Regions from separate parts of the Mus musculus genome. Here region 2 is linked to region 1. The links are chromatin contacts, called in public Hi-C maps. All regions are on one chromosome and are shown on one strand. The core of a region is the stretch at or near the end of the contact, and the rest is flanking DNA. Distances in the headings are between cores, read along the strand shown.

What was found. A called contact is a pair of places that touch in the nucleus more often than the background predicts.
Region 2: a contact with region 1 is called in a Hi-C map of the N1E-115 cell line, with 4 times the contacts expected there. The contact joins two enhancer-like sites. A contact is called at or near these places in 1 of 484 Hi-C or Micro-C datasets (the N1E-115 cell line) and 1 of 9 other capture datasets (embryonic stem cells).

What each region holds. Positions count from the first base shown.
Region 1 is chr15:62,458,575-62,466,512 of GRCm38.p6, forward strand. No RefSeq gene overlaps it. Among named protein-coding and RNA genes, the nearest start is that of Gm41333, 210 kb to the right of the region's middle. Within about 2 kb of position 4,302, at least 64 of the 459 cell types and tissues checked have an H3K27ac peak or open chromatin away from gene starts, as enhancers often do. A contact at or near this core is called in the N1E-115 cell line, where this site is marked.
Region 2 is chr15:63,190,100-63,198,037 of GRCm38.p6, forward strand. No RefSeq gene overlaps it. Among named protein-coding and RNA genes, the nearest start is that of Gm30159, 49 kb to the left of the region's middle. RefSeq lists an enhancer at 3,838-4,689. Within about 2 kb of position 3,977, at least 20 of the 459 cell types and tissues checked have an H3K27ac peak or open chromatin away from gene starts, as enhancers often do. A contact at or near this core is called in the N1E-115 cell line, where this site is marked.

The DNA.
Region 1 (7,938 bases), core at 3,052-5,551:
AAAAACACTGTAGTAGTTGTGTGTATGTGTGTATGTGTGTGTGTGTGCGTGCGTGCGTGTGTGTGTGTGTGTGTGAAATGAATAAATGTGTTGAAATAACTTATTGCATTTCTGATAGTGTACCTTTAGGGACTTATGTGTCTTCCATGTCCAGTGCTACCAGCTTTGCTTTGTTGGTCTGCTCTGTAACTGGTACTCTAAATTTTACCTCCACCTCTTGTTTAGTTATTATCTCTGTGGCAGGAGAGGTGATGTTATAATAAAATGTGACTATAAATGTAAGAACTGACACTCTTTATTTCTAGCCATAAATCCTCATATATCCATGTCATTCTATATGTAATGTCCCCCATTCTTGGCATCACTATAACCTCTGTTCCTCATACCAAATTGGTTCTACTCTGTGACACAGGAAAGGTAGTAGATTCTAGTATGACCACACGAGGCCAAGGCTTTGAAATTCTCTAACACTTTGGGACCAGGAAAAGATACAAATTCTGGAGGGAGAAGGAGACTGTAATGAATGAAAATAGAAGAGTAAAGCCCATGGAAAGCCAGACAATAAAGTAGCTGGTGGTGATGGCTGAAAGACATCATAGCCTGGAAACATAAACTTTGTGGTCAGGTAATGTCAAGGAGGGTGTCTTAGTCGGGTTTCTATTCCTGCACAAACATCATGACCAAGAAGCAAGTTGGGGAGGAAAGGGTTTATTCAGCTTACACTTCCACATTGCTGTTCATTACCAGGGAAGTCAGGACTGGAACACAAGCAGGTCAGGAAGCAGGAGCTGATGCAGAGGCCATGGAGGGATGTTACTTACTGGCTTGCTTCTCCTGGCTTGCTCAGCTTGTTTTCTTATAGAGCCCAGGACTACCAGCCCGGGGATGGCACCACCCACAAGGGGCCCTCCCCACTTGATCACTAATTGAGAAAATGCCTTACAGCTGGATCTCATGGAGGTATTTCTCGCCTGAAGCTCCTTTCTCTGTGATAACTCGAGCTTGTGTCAAGTTGACACAAAACCAGCCAGTATAGAGGGTGTTCTTTCTATTAGCAAACTCAGATATAGGACATCGATCAATGAACCCACAACAAGCTGTTTCAGGCTAGATTAGCTGACTTGCTGTATATGTGTGTGTTTGTGTGTGTGTGTATTCATTCTATGGCACACATGAGAAGGTCAAATAACTTCAGGATTTGTCCTCACTTTGTACCTTGTTTGAGATGGATCACACTGTGTTCACGGCTATATATGACAGCCAAGTGGGGCTGGCTCACAGGTTTCTGGTGGTCATCCTGTCCTTGCCTCTGAGTTTGGCATATGAGTACTGGGATGACAGACAGGCTTTTGTGCTCAACTCTCCCATGGGTTCTGGGGGTTCAAATTCATGTACTCATACAACAAGCACTGAGGCATTTCCCTGGTCCTAAGAGGTGCTTTTATAATATTCTCATTTTTCTGCAGAAGAAGAGAAGACAAAAACAAAACCCTACAGCGTTTAAAAAGAGATAGTACAAAAGAAAAATTACTCTAAAGTTAATCTTTGTTTCCCCCCTCCCCCCAGTATTTTTTTCCCTTTGTGTGACAACCAGCGCAAGCAGCCAGGAAGACCAGTCATTTTAAAACCTGCTTTAGCATCTGCTAAAAGTTGACTGTAGTCAGTCAACTTACATGTTGGGTTATGACAGAAATGACATCGACTGTCTCTCCCCTTCCCACTGTGTTCTGGTATCCATTACTAAGTCACCTCCCCGCTGAGGAAACTTGTGTTGTTTCTTGTAGGGATAGAGACGACCTTTGGACAAGGATACCTCTAGCATGGCCAGCCCACTGTACCTTGACAGCTGGAGAGGACCCCTCCTTCTAAGCCTCAGCAGGAAGCAGTAAGAAAAGGAAGCAGTGAGACTTGGTAACTCCTTTGCCAGTCACACCTTTGTACGTAAAGCAGCAACCTGCTGTTTTGTGCCAGGTACCAAATGCCAGCATTATCATACTTCACATGGCTGATTAGATTTCCATAAGTTTGCTGGCTTCTCCCTTTTCCAACTGATTGGTCCAAGGTCAAAATAAAATTGCTTTCAGAATAGTCTCTAGTTGAAGCAACAAATGTTTTAAGTGCACTAATCAACAATTTTTTTTTTAATTAACTACTCATTACAAAGCACCTCAGAGCAGTGGCTTTCACTATTTAAATGCATTGAATCATGGAGAGATGCCACAGATGGTGGCAGACACCTGTACTCCTAGCACTTACCCAGCTGAGAGCGCCTAGAATTCAAGGCCAGCCTGGAGTGCTGGATCATACTACCCAGGCTTCAGATTTTAGTAGCTCTGGGATGGAAACTGGACATCTGCATGAGTCACATGTTCCCAAGTCATGCTAACACTGCAAGTCCAGGACTAACCGAGAGAACTGCTGATGTGGAGGATGGAAAACATTCTAACCTGCAGATTTTTAGAGATTTAATATCTGTAAGCCTCAGCTTATAGTAGATAGGGACATACAGACCCAATAAATCTAGCAGGTACACTTAAAATCTGGAAAGAAAACATTATTACTTTTTCTTTCAGTTATGGGTGTATATTTTCACACACGTACACACACACACACATGTTCATGTGTGTATATGTTCTTGTGTGTACATTTATGCTTATGTGTGTATAGTATGTATATTATATGTGTGCATGTTTTTGTTTGTGTAGGTATGTCTGTGTATATCTCTGTGTGTGCATATGGAAGTATTAGTTCACCTTGGTTATTATCCCTCAAGAACTGCTAACCTTGTATTTTGAGACAAGGCCTCTCACTAGGACTAGGGAAGTCACTGTTTAGGTTATACTGTCCCGAAATGAGCCCCAAGTATGCTATTGTCTATTCTTCTACAGGACTATAAGCCTGGGCCACCACGCCCAGCTTCATATCCAAACCGTAGAGACTGAAGTCAGTTTCTGATGCTTTCAGTGGCTGAGCTACCTCCCCAGCCCCTTTCTTCTTTTTTTTTCTCTTCCCTACCTCTACTCCTCCCCTTTTCTTTGTTGTGGTTTCTTCCAAGCTGTGTACAGGGGAGGAGGGGATAATCATAATAAGTAGGGGTTCTAGCACCTGTTAGTGGCTTGGCAGGCTTTGTTCCCACCATGTTTGAAATGCAAAGGTCTTCATGGATGCTCTCGGGCATGGATCATTTCCACTTCCTTAGAGCATCTCATTCATCAGGAGACCAGTTCTCTTCTAAAAATAGCTTAGTCAACTTTTCTCTCTTGGTATGAGTATCCAAAGACATTGAGGACTCCTACCACCGTCATCAGTTCTAGAAAACAGGTGCATTAGGGCAGAAATGAGCAAGATCTGGCCCAAGACCTTGGATCCATCACTTAATAGCCTGTGAACTCGAGTGTGGAACTTGTGCTGCTTCGCTGGACACAAATTAGAATTGACTATGAAGAGGAACCTCAATTGAGAAAATGCTTCCCTCAGATTGACCTGTAGGCAAGTCTGTGGGGCGTTTTCTTGATTAATGATTGGTGTGGGAGGGTCCAACCAACTGTGGGCAGTGCTAACCCCAGATATGTGGTCGTGAGTGGTACAAGAAAGCAGTCTTGGCAAGCCATGAGGAGTAAGCCAATAAACATCATTCATTCCTCTAAGACCCGTGCTTCAATTCTTGCTTCTAGGTTCCTGTCTTGAGTTCTTGCCCCAACTTCCTTTCATGAGACTGTAAACTCTAAGATTAGATAAACCTTTTCCTACCCTAAGATGTTTTTTGGTTATGGTGTTCCATCTCAGTAACAGAAAGCAAACTAACAGATAGTAACTTGAACTCACAAAGATTCAGTGTCCAGTCTCTCACATGGAGATCAAGATTAGAACACCTCCTAGGATGCTTAAGGGTCCTAAATGAAACTGGGAATCCCAGTGCTTGAGCAGCGTTTGAACCCTGTAGGGGAGACTTGATCTACAGTGATGAATGTGGCTCCGGAGATCCTGAAATTATCACATTTGAATCAAATCATGCCCTGCCGAGGATAAATAACCCAAACGACCGAGAAAACCGAGAAAAAGAACATTTACTGACCATCCTTCCTCTTACAAAAGTCTCTGAGTGACCCTCATTGGCAGTAATGTGTGGATGCCACGCTGCCCAGGGAAGATAGAAAGCAGCTGGCCCACTCACTGTGGGGAAGCCCCAGCTGACCCAGCATCCTGGTCTATCTGCAGTCACAGTTGTAAGGCAGGCCTAGTGCCAGGGCCTAGAGGCAGAAGAACAGTTGGAGGAGGCAGGGAGGGAGGGGGAAGGAGGAGAGCGCCAAGGAGACTTTGCAATTATCTCCCCGAGACTGTTTAGAATGTAATGTTCCTCTCCACCCCCTTCCTTTTCACATTGTAATTTTCTTCACAGAAAGAGCACAATGGAGAACATATTCCAGGCTGCAGAGCTCACTGCTAACTCTGACAACCCAGACATGGGAACAGATAAGGAAAAAAACACAGGCTCTTTTTTTTTTTTTTTTCCCACCCTAGAGAGATTGCAGTGATTGAAGCTAAGAAATCCAGTTATGTTTGAACATCGTATTACCTGCCCACTTAATGGTTTGGATACGATCTGTCCTTGATGCTCAGCAAGTTTTCTCTGTCTGTTTTTCTTGCTGGAGAGGCTGCCTCTGCCTTTATGTTCACCTCTAATTTCCATCTAGGTGAGAGGCTGCGGTCAGCCCAAGCTGCAGTTGGCTCCATCTCTCTGGATTTGACTCAGTGTTTAAAAGATCCATATTTTCTTCTCACCTGCGTCTACGAAGTAGGGTACACTTACGACTTGTGGCTCCTTCTCAGCTGCCAGGTGGCCCTTGGATGGGCACAGGACAAGGCTGGAAGAGGGGAATAAGGAAGCCGCCTACCTTGGATATCGCCATCTCTGTCCACGTCCTTTTAAAATGATTTATCATTTATTTGTATGTATGTTTCTCTCTCTTTCTCTGTGTGTGTGTTCATGTGTCTATGGAGACAAGGAGAGGGTGTTAGGTCTTCTGGAACTGGAGGTACAAGACTTTGTGAGCTTCCCTACGTGGGTGCTGGGAACTGAACACAGGTTCAGCACCCTTAACCACTGAGCCATTTCTCCAGTCACGTGACCTTCCTCTTTCCTGTCATGTTTCCCTTTAGCTTTAAGACAGGGTCTCGTGTACTCCAGGTTGGCATTAAACGTACATTGTGGCTGAGGATGACCTTGAATCCCTGACCCTCCTGTCTGTACTTCTCAATGCAGGAATTACAAGTCTGTGCCACTATACGCAATTTATGCTTTCTTATTCGGGCTTTATGTATGCTAGGCGAATGCTCGACTACCCGAGCTTTATCCCCATTCAGGTTGCATTTTAATACATATCACCAAGTTACCCCAAGAAGGGTTGTATAAATGCTACAGAACACACAAGAGGGATCAGGACACACATCTTTTTTTTTTTTTTTTTTCTCCTCTGTATTCACATGGACCTGTCTGCCAGAGTGGTTTTCTCAGGATATCTCTTGGTGCTATTAAACAAATTAAGTGCTCTCTTATTAATCCATTTTTCTTCAGGGGATTCCATCATTATTGAAAAGACATATAGACCCCCTCCCCACCTAGTCATTCTAACTGAGATGCCCTAGATGCCCCAGTTTCCAGTTGGCATCATGATGCATCAGAAGCTAATGTACCCAGACCATCTGAGCTCAGCACACACCACAATAGTTCATTCAACCCCAGATTTGAGAGGAGTAAGAGGCATGTGCTTTTTAAAAGTTGTTACCATTTATTGATCATGTACTATGGGGTCAGAAGTTTCCAAATGCAGAGTCATTAATTATCAATAAAAAGTCATCCTTGCTTTTGAAGGCATCATGGGAAAATCAGGTTCATATGAGAAGGTGCTACAATGTCTACTTTGCAGACAACACAAACTTAGTTGGGAAGAAAGACCTATAGTTTGCTTGAATAGCCCCCATGATGCTGTGTCTATCTCAGCAGAAGAACGAGCACTAGAACATGAGCACCCATAAGTGTGGGTTCCAAGAAAGGTTGCCAAATACAGGGAAAATGGAAAGACCACTTTCTTTTCTACCCTTCAGTGATTTCTCCTTAATCACACACAAAAAAGGGAGTATTTTAGGACTTATTAGGTAATATAATGTCTTTCAATAGACTTGATAGTTTATTTAAAGAGATGTCATGTACATGTCCAGAATTTTCATAACAATTCAAGAACAGTGGCAACGCTTGCTCTGTAGCTAAAATACAGTTGCAGTTAGATGCTTTGCTTATCAGATAATGCTATCGAGCCCTAGACTGACTCTTTATGCCAAAGGACCTCCTCTTACTCCTTGCTGTGTCTCAGCAGTAGGAGGGGACTTGGCAGATATTAGAAGCTCAGTAGATAAGTAATTGAATTAACAAGAAGTGAGTGACCCAGAGAATTCGGGAACTATCTGATTATGCTTAAACTTTAAGACTACCATTTCTAAAGGCGATTTCTGTCTTGGACTTTGAGAAATGAAATCAGAATATTTCATGTCTATAAAGGGGATAAGAACGAATATTTGTCAAACCTTGCCATATTCCCAGTGCCATGCTCTTAATGACATGTAATCCTGTCAGTGACCACAGGAGGCAGATTTTATTACTGACATTGACAGATCTAAGTACCTGGACTCAGAGAGGTTAAGTAGTCAGTCACAGATCACATGGTGAGAAGGCAGGATAGCAATTTCTTATAAATTTCACCCAGATCCACACTGCCTCCAGTGCTCTGCATCATCCACTTGGTGAAGATTTGAAAAGATTTTTTTTTTTTTTTTTTTTAGTGAAAGGAGGAGGAGGAGCAAAGCCACAGTGTAGAAGAGGACGAATGCACTTTTCAACCAGGACAGTTAGAGTCACCGAGTTTATAGAGTCCCAGTGGGATAGATTAGCATGCGGAGGATGTAATGACAGGGTCTGTGAACATTCCTAGATTGAAGAGTCTGTGCCTGTCTCCCTGCTTCACCAGCTCTCCTTGCCTCTGATTTAATTATATGCTCAGGGTACACATGCCTCTGGAATTGCAGGCCATGTCTTGCTTCCCAGGAAGGGTTATTGGTTAGATGACAGTCAGCCTATGGAATGTAGGGGGTGGAGCTGGTGTGTGTGTGTGTGTGTGTGTGTGTGTGTGTGTTACTGGTTTGTCTTGTCCCTTAGCAGAGTAGATGGAGTTGAATCATTGTCAACCAAGGCTCCCTCATTCCCTCATTCAAACATACTGGTTAATTATGCTGACTATGTGAAGATGACTATTTTGTTCAATAGAAAGAAAGCCAATCTGAGTGCCCACTCTGAAGGACATGGTCTTTAGCTCAAAAATCTGTATAAAATCTGATCCCAGTAAGGTCCAAGATAAGGAATCAACCTGGACATTCAGAGACTTGTTTCTCAGACCTTGAGCTGGGAAGCTCTTAGAAGTGGGATTGTTGGAGACTATTTTATCTGTTATGCTGAAACCTGAGTTTCTGAGTAGGTCAGTGACACAGCAGTGTACAGAGCTGAGCCGCAGAAAGGAACCCATGAGCACAAGGCGCTGTAATCCTTGTACCACTAAGCCTTCTACAACTCTGTTAAGGTGACGGATGCACTGAACTCAGCACTGGAATTTAGAGCTGAGTTCAGAGTTCAGTGTAAAGTAAGACTTTAAATACAAAGATGGAATTTTTCCTTTTCTTTCCTTGAACATGGGTCCTCCCTTCAATTTCAAGTTGATGTCCTGGATATAGAAAGGACTGGGATTAGAACTGTGAGTTCGGATGCTAGATAGGCTGCCGATTCCTTTAAAATCCAAACACCTCTTCTTCTGCTCTGGTTCCAGGTAAGCACTTGGAAAATGAATTGCCCTTTCTGAATCTTCATTTCTTATTTCAAGAGGGGAAGTGCGG
Region 2 (7,938 bases), core at 2,727-5,226, 730 kb after region 1:
CTCAGCAGCCTCTGGCACAGGAAGTTAACCCATAGAAGTTTCAAAAGAAAAAAAAAATCACCCAGAATATAAGACCCAGAGCAGGAAGCACAAGTAATGAAGGAATGTCCTCAGCTTTCACAGGAAATTATTTTCACTCCACTGCTATAAAAAGTAACAGATTTGACCCTTCATCCCGCCCCACCTCCTTCTCTGCTAACCTCCGTATATAGGCAATGGGGAGCAGGGGCCAGACTGAGGCAATGAAAGACAGGCTGCCTTTCATGAAAACCATCACCAGAAACCACTGGTCACAGCCAGAGGCCCCAAGAACAGTTAAGTCAGCTGAGGTACTGAATTGGACAGTTTTGAGTGAAGAAATCCAAAGCCTTTCTTAGCAATTACAGGAATGAAGCATCTCTTTCCCATAAGAAACTACAGAGGAGGGAGAAAATGCAATTTCCAGCTGGTTTTCACAGGATATTGTTACAGTCTATCAAAGGAAGTTGCTATTTTATGTAAATACTTTGATTCTATCCCAATGCTGTTTTAGGGTTGAATAGTAAAGAAACACCATAGACCTACAGCTGTTCTGAGACCCTAAGGTGGAAGTCCCAAGACTAAATTTGAAGATTGCTCCTTTGCATTTTTCTTTGCAGACCTGGGCAGCTATAATCAGTTCCATATCCCAGTCTAGGTCTATCACATGGCACGCTAATTTGCAAGATTCAACCAAGGAAAGATGAAAGTATCATGTTAAAGAAAGGATGAAGTGATAGGGGATGACCTAGGATCAGTGAGTTGACCAGGCACTGAAGTGACAAAGGGGGACAGCATGTGGAAATCCAGGGGATCACTCTTATTCCCTTTATAATTTCACTTCTCTTTGGTCCATGAGGGTTATCTCAGTCACTTGTCTTTCAGTGGGATTAAACACTCTGACAAAAGTGACTTAAGAGAGAAGAAGTTCATTTAGGCTTGCATCTAGTGGCAGATACAGTCCATCACAGTGATTAAGCATGGTAACATATGGGGAAGGCATGGTAAGAGCAGGAAGTTTGGTGATCATATGGCAAAGACTCAAGCATCACCCCAAGTGACATACTTTCTGCAGTAAGTCTCCACCTTCTAAATGTTCCACAGCCTACAAACAGTGCCACCAGCTGTGTGTCAGGTATTTAAACATATAAGCCTATGAAGGATATTAACCCACAACAGTAGCAATGGTCTCTCTCTCTCTCTCTCTCTCTCTCTCTCTCTCTCTCTCTCTCTCTCTCTCTCCCTGTCTGAAACGTCTAGCATTTGTCATTTGCATGAATGAATGGCTAGTTGAATAAGTAATTGCTTCTTCAAAAACATAAGATTCTATACAGAACCAGTTTAGAAACAGTGAATGACTATATTTACAGAAAGACAAATATTTAACTCCCCATCACTGAAACTGATTTCTAAAATACTCCTAAGCATTTTCATGAATAGATGAGGGAACTGAAGGGATGACTCAGAGGCTAAGAGCACTGGCAACTATTGCAGAGGACCTGGGTTCAATTCCCAATAACACATAGCACCTCACAATTGTCTATAACTCCATTTCCAGAAGAGCTTCTGGTCATGTTTAGGCAGCCATGTAGGTGAGACTTTATGAGTACAGAATCTGAAATTGGTAAGAGATACAATATCACAGCAAATTCCTTTCTAAGACTCTTAAAATCTTTCCTTCTGCTCTTTCACAATGATCCCTGAGTCTTAGATAACAGGCATGGTACTGTAGATGATTCTGTTGAGACTGGGCTCCACAACTCTAAATTTTGATTGGTTGTGGTTTTCTGTAATGATTTCCACATGTTGCAAAGAGGAGTTTTCCTGATGAGGCGTGGGAACTATACTTTTGTGTGGGTATAAAGAGAAATATTTACAATGTAGTATTTGGGGTGGAGCACATTGATTTAGTAAAGTGGTGACTGAAGTTTCTTTTCTAAGATTCATGACTTCACTAGCTCTGGCTAGTTGGATACGTCTTCAGAAAGAGGAATCATTTCTCACATGTGCATTGGGTATTAAATCAAATTGGAGAGTTTTTGGTTACTACCAAAGAATGTATGCCACTACTGCACCCTGAGGGTTATCTTGGTGGTCATTAATGTGATTCATATGTGTCATACTTGGGTAGAAATATTTGTTTATGTACTCATAAAGTCTCACCTACATGGCTGCCTAAGCATGACCAGAAGCTCTTCCGGAATACTTCCCTTCTTTGGAAGTTTGCATGGCACCTTCTGGTACCATGAAAGCTAGTCTTCATAGGTGAGGTTTTGAGGTCACCTCCAGCATAGGGGGTCTCTGGGCCCCATTTGATATATGATTTGATCATCGCAAACGTATGTGATGAACTAGTCACTCATTTTTTTACTTATAAATTTGGTTTCAGTCGTGTTGAGGTTTGGTCATTTGCTATGTATGATAATGCTAACTACTGGTCCTCAAGGCCTGGTTGTCTTCAGGGATGACAGAATTTGTAAATACACAAGTGCTGTCCCCCAAGTTATTCCCCATTGGTGAATAAAGATGCTTATAGTTGATAGATGGGCAGAAGAGAAATAGGCAGGGTTTTTGGGTTCCTGAGCTTGGAGTCAAAGGAGATCATGAGAGGGGAGAGAGGAAGGTAGAGAAAGGAGAGACTCCATGGGTTAGATGAGTTATGAATACATGGCCATGAGGGCTGGCTTTGAGTTAAGAGCTGCTCAGAGAGAACGTGGCAAATTATAATTTGGGATTATTGATGGAGAAATAGATTCTAATAGATTTCAAGGTAGATACCTACCCAAATCAAGTGCTGATTAAGGCTTATAAGTAAATATAAAGACTGTGTATCTTTTATCTGGGAATTAAGTGATCAAAGGCTGGATAGAAAACTCCATTTGAGATTAAATGATTTCTATAACACAGTAGCAATTTGTTTTAGATTCCTTAAGATGTGATTGACTCACCTGCATTCAGAAGCTCACAACCCAATGAAGAACATACAGATAATTACATAAAATATGCACTTAGTTAAGCAATTATGATAAAATGTGGTGGGCATTAATGGAGGAGCTGAGACATCACAATTAGTTGTTGAGTACTTTGCTCAAGGGAGCCAGAGAAGATTCATCAAACTGAAGACAAGTTAAAGGTAAGAAAGGAATCTGGCAAATATCCACTTAATGAGAAACCAGAAGCCGTGTGCTGGCATCACAGAGAAGTCTACTTCTATGGAAGACATATCACAAAAAATAATAATAAATAAGATAGAAAGTGATCAAGGAAGAGACTCAGTGTTGGTTTCTGCACCACACCTATAAAGTCATGGACACAGACACAGACATACAGACACAGATGCATAAACAAACACACAGACACAAAGACACACAGATACAGACACACAGAGAGACATAGACACCCAGACACAGACACCCAGATACACACACAGACATACAGACACATAGACACAGAAATAGATATACATACACAAACAAACAAACACACACACACCTACACAGACAGAGACACATACACACAAACACACACAGACACACATATATACATATACACATTCAGACATACCGACACTCACACAGACACACACACAGTCACACACACACACACACACACACACACAGACAAATACACAGATACAGAGACAGACACACACACACAGACATACAGACCCAGACATACACACAGACACATATACAGACACACACACACAAACATACAGACACATATACACATAGACACATGCATGTACACAGACAGACAGGCAGACAGGCAGACACACACACACACACTATTACCACTATGTGAATGAGGTTTGTTTTGGGTAAGATGCTCAGATTTGCATCTTATTTTCCCTGTTTCCCAGAAGGGAAACTTGACCTGACTCTTTTTACTCTAGCCATAGGGAAAGTCCGGAGGCAGCCAAGTTTATGCTGGACTGGAAATGAAATGTCAAATGTCAAGAGTCTACTTCCTGCTTGCTGTTTAATCATTAGACATAATTTTTGTCATGTGGAAAATGAGTTCATTATAATCAGACTGGAAATTCATGTACCTGAAAATCTTTAGAAGGGAACTCAGAGGGAAGAAACACTACTGGATAGCAGATACAAAACAATTCTTATCAGTTCAAATCTGTTTTACATTTCATTCCAGACTCTGTGAGTTAGCACCACAACAATGAACCTTTGTAAATTAATGAGGGTAACAGCAGGGAAAGAATCAATCAGCCACTCTTGTTCCTGAACCTTCCCCTTGGTAACAACCTAAAGTGAACCTTGGAGTCAAGACCTCAGACTAATAGCCTGCTTTTTTACCCTTTGAACAGAACAATTAAATAATCACATTCCTCTCAGCCCATTTCCTGAATGTATTAATTAGATTAAAGCACAACTTGTCAGCCTCTCCTGAGAGGAAAGGGTTTCTTGGATCTGGTTTCTCTTGCCCTCCAGCTTCCAATAAGCATGGACAGCTTTCAAGTAGGGGGGTCGGGGGGGGGGGGGAGGCTGGTACCTGGACAAGCAAACTGCTATTCTGTGCAGTTGCTATTCTTTCTCCTGGACTAGCTCACTCATTCCTTTCATCCTAACTCATCTACTATGGCATGTACATGTTTTGATTAGAATCCATTCTCCTAGAAGTTTATTTCTCTGAAAATACAGAAGCCATTTGGTAGCTCTGTGAGGCTGAATCTTGCCATCTCATCCATCTACACACCTGTCCACCCATCCATTTGCCCATCTATCCATCCATCCACCCACAACTTAAGACAGTGGTTCTGCAAGATCCTATCTGTGTGAGCAGATGCAAATTACTTAATCTTTCTGTATTTCTGCTTCTTTGTCTCCAAAATGGTGAAAGAAACAAGCTATACCTGTGTGGTTTCTGTGAGAGATCTTGAATTCATTGCTATGAAATGCTTCAACTACAATCTGGTAGGCATTTCCCAGTCCTAGGATTATAGGATTTCAAATATCAACATGGCTCTATTTCTGCCACAAAATGTTAAAACACCAAGCCAAAATGCTCACACACTAGATTAAATGAAGTGAGAGAGGCATGTGGCACCCTAAAAGTGCAGAAGGTGAAGAACTGGAGCCAGGCTCGGTACTGCCTGCCAAGACTTCTGCAAAAGCCTCTTGTCTGTGGAGGCCTCACCCTTCATTCAGCTAAGTGGCAAGTTCTGGAATTTCAACTTAAAATAGCAGTATCTACTACTGTACAATTCTGGTTTTTTCATTTTTTTCTGTCTATTACGTAACCTTACAATGCATCCATTAGTTAGCAATACACTCTATATTTTCCCTTTCATTTGATTATCGCAACTGTTTACAAGACCACCATAGACACTGCCGGAACAGGTTTCAGATACCGTTTTTGTTAGTTTGTTTGTTTGTTTGCTTGCTTGCTTGATTTTGCTGGGTATGGGATCAAACATTGTGCATGCTAGACAAGTAATCTACTATGAAGCTTCACCCATACACTTGGCATTTTGAGCAAGGTCTTCCCTGTGTAGCTCAATCTGGCCTAGAACTTGCTATTTGTCTAGGCTAGACCTCAAACTCATGCGTTCCTGCCTTAGACACCTGAATGCTCAACCACCATGCCCAGGCTGCAACCTGGGTTTCAAAGGCAGTGGTTATGTGATTGGAATTCTCAAACAAGGTTGAGAAACACTGGATATTTATCCATCTCTACTGAAGAATAAAAGCTCCTGAAAGCAAGGACATTCTCTAGTCACCTCCATTGATGACTAGCACTTGAAATGTAATTGATATTCAATTAATAGTTGGGTGAAGAAAGGAACAAACAATGGCTCTATCTTACTGGGTCCACAAGCCAAAAGGACTACTCTGTTTCCTACAAACCAACTCAATTTTCCTTAAAACTTTTTGGGATACATAATTTCAGAGGTAACAATGACAATGTGTTGATGTCAAAAGTCAAATTATTTGTATTTAACTTCAGAGATGGTAGAAAACACACACACACACACACACACACTGCTTTCCTGGAAAAGATACTTAAAAATGCTTTGTATGAGTCTGCACAGGTCAGCTAGCAGACTGGGGAGGGTGAGCGAGAGGACTGCATGAGTGACACAGCTTCTGGGACAGATCCCTTTTCGGGCTCCAGATCGAGGTACCTTCCCTACCAGAGGAGAGGTGTCTGCCCTGAAGGGCTCTGACTGCTGGAGCATGTAAGGGAACCATCTTGTGTCTCAGGTCTCTCAGAGACCAGTCTGCACAGGTGAGAGTGCAGACTGCAGAAGGTACACAGCTTCTGGGGCAGGCAGAAGCTACACAGCTTCGGGGACAGACCCCATCTTGGGCTCCAGACATCTGGGCAACTTCCTTGTCAGAGGAGAGGTGTCCACCTAGTAGGGCCCTGACCGCCTGAGTAGGTGAGGGAGCCATCTTGTGTCCCTGGTCCCTTGGAGACCAGTATGTGCAGGTCAGCTAGAGGACTGCAGAGGGTGAGCAAGCAGACAGGAAGCAACAATTACTTTTCTTTAATTTCTCTTAACATCAATGGGCTCATTCCCCAATAAAAAGACATAGACTAGTAGACTGGCTACACAAACAGGACCCAACATTTTGCTGCTTATAGGAAACCCACCTCAGGGAAAAGGACAGACACTGCCTCATAGTGAAAGGCTGGAAAACAATTTTCCAAGCAAATGGTCTGAAGAAACAAGCTGGAGTAGCCATTCTAATATCAAATAAAATTGACTTCCAACCCAAAGTTATCAAAAAGGACAAGGAGGGGCACTTCATACTCATCAAAGGTAAAATCTATCAAGATGAACTCTCAATTCTGAATATCTATGCTCCAAATACAAGGGCAGCCACATTCATTAAAGAAACTTCAGTAAAGCTCAAAGCACACATTGCACCTCACACAATAATAGTGGGAGACTTCAACACCCAACTCTCACCAATGGACAGATCCTGGAAATATAAACTAAACAGAGACACATGGACACTAACAAAAGTTATGAAACAAATGGATTTAATAGATATCTACAAAACATTTTATTCTAAAACAAAAGGATATACCTTCTTTTCAGCACCACATGGTATCTCCTCCAAAATTGACCCTATAATTGGCCACAAAACAGGCCTCCACAGATACAAAAATATTGAAACTATCCCATGCATCCTATCTGATCACCACTAACTAAGGCTGATCTTCAATAACAGCATAAATAATAGAAAGCCAACATTCACATGGAAGCTGAACAATACTCTACTCAATGATTCCTTTGTCAAGGATGAAATAAAGAAAGAAATTAAATACTTTTTAGAGTTTAATGAAAATGAAGCCACAAAAAAAAAAAAAACAAATTTATGGGACACAAAGACGGCAGTCCCAAGAGGAAACCTCATAGCCCTGAGTGCCTCCAAAAAGAAACTAGAGAGAGAGCGTACACTAGCAGCCTGACAGCACACCTAGAGCTCCAGAACTAGAGGAAGCAAATTCACCGAAAAGGAGTAGATGGCAAGAAATAATCAAACTCAGGGCTGAAATCAACCAAGTTGAAACAAAAAGAACTATTCAAAAAATCAACCAAAACAGGAGCTGTTTCTCTGAGGAAAACAAGGTAGATAAACTCTTAGCCAGACTATCTAGAGGGCACAGGGATAGCATCCTAACAAAATCAGAAATGAAAAGGGAGACATAACAACAGATCCTGAGGAAATCCAAAACATCATCAGATCCTACTACAACAGGCTATACTCAACAAAACTAGAAAACCTGGATGAAATGGACCACTTCCTAGATAGATACCAGGTACCAAAGTTAAATCAGGATCAGATTAATGATCTAAATAGTCCCATTTCCCCTAAAGAAATAGAAGCAGTCATCAATAGTCTCCCAACCAAATGAAGCCCAGGACCAAATGGGTTTAGTGCAGAGTTC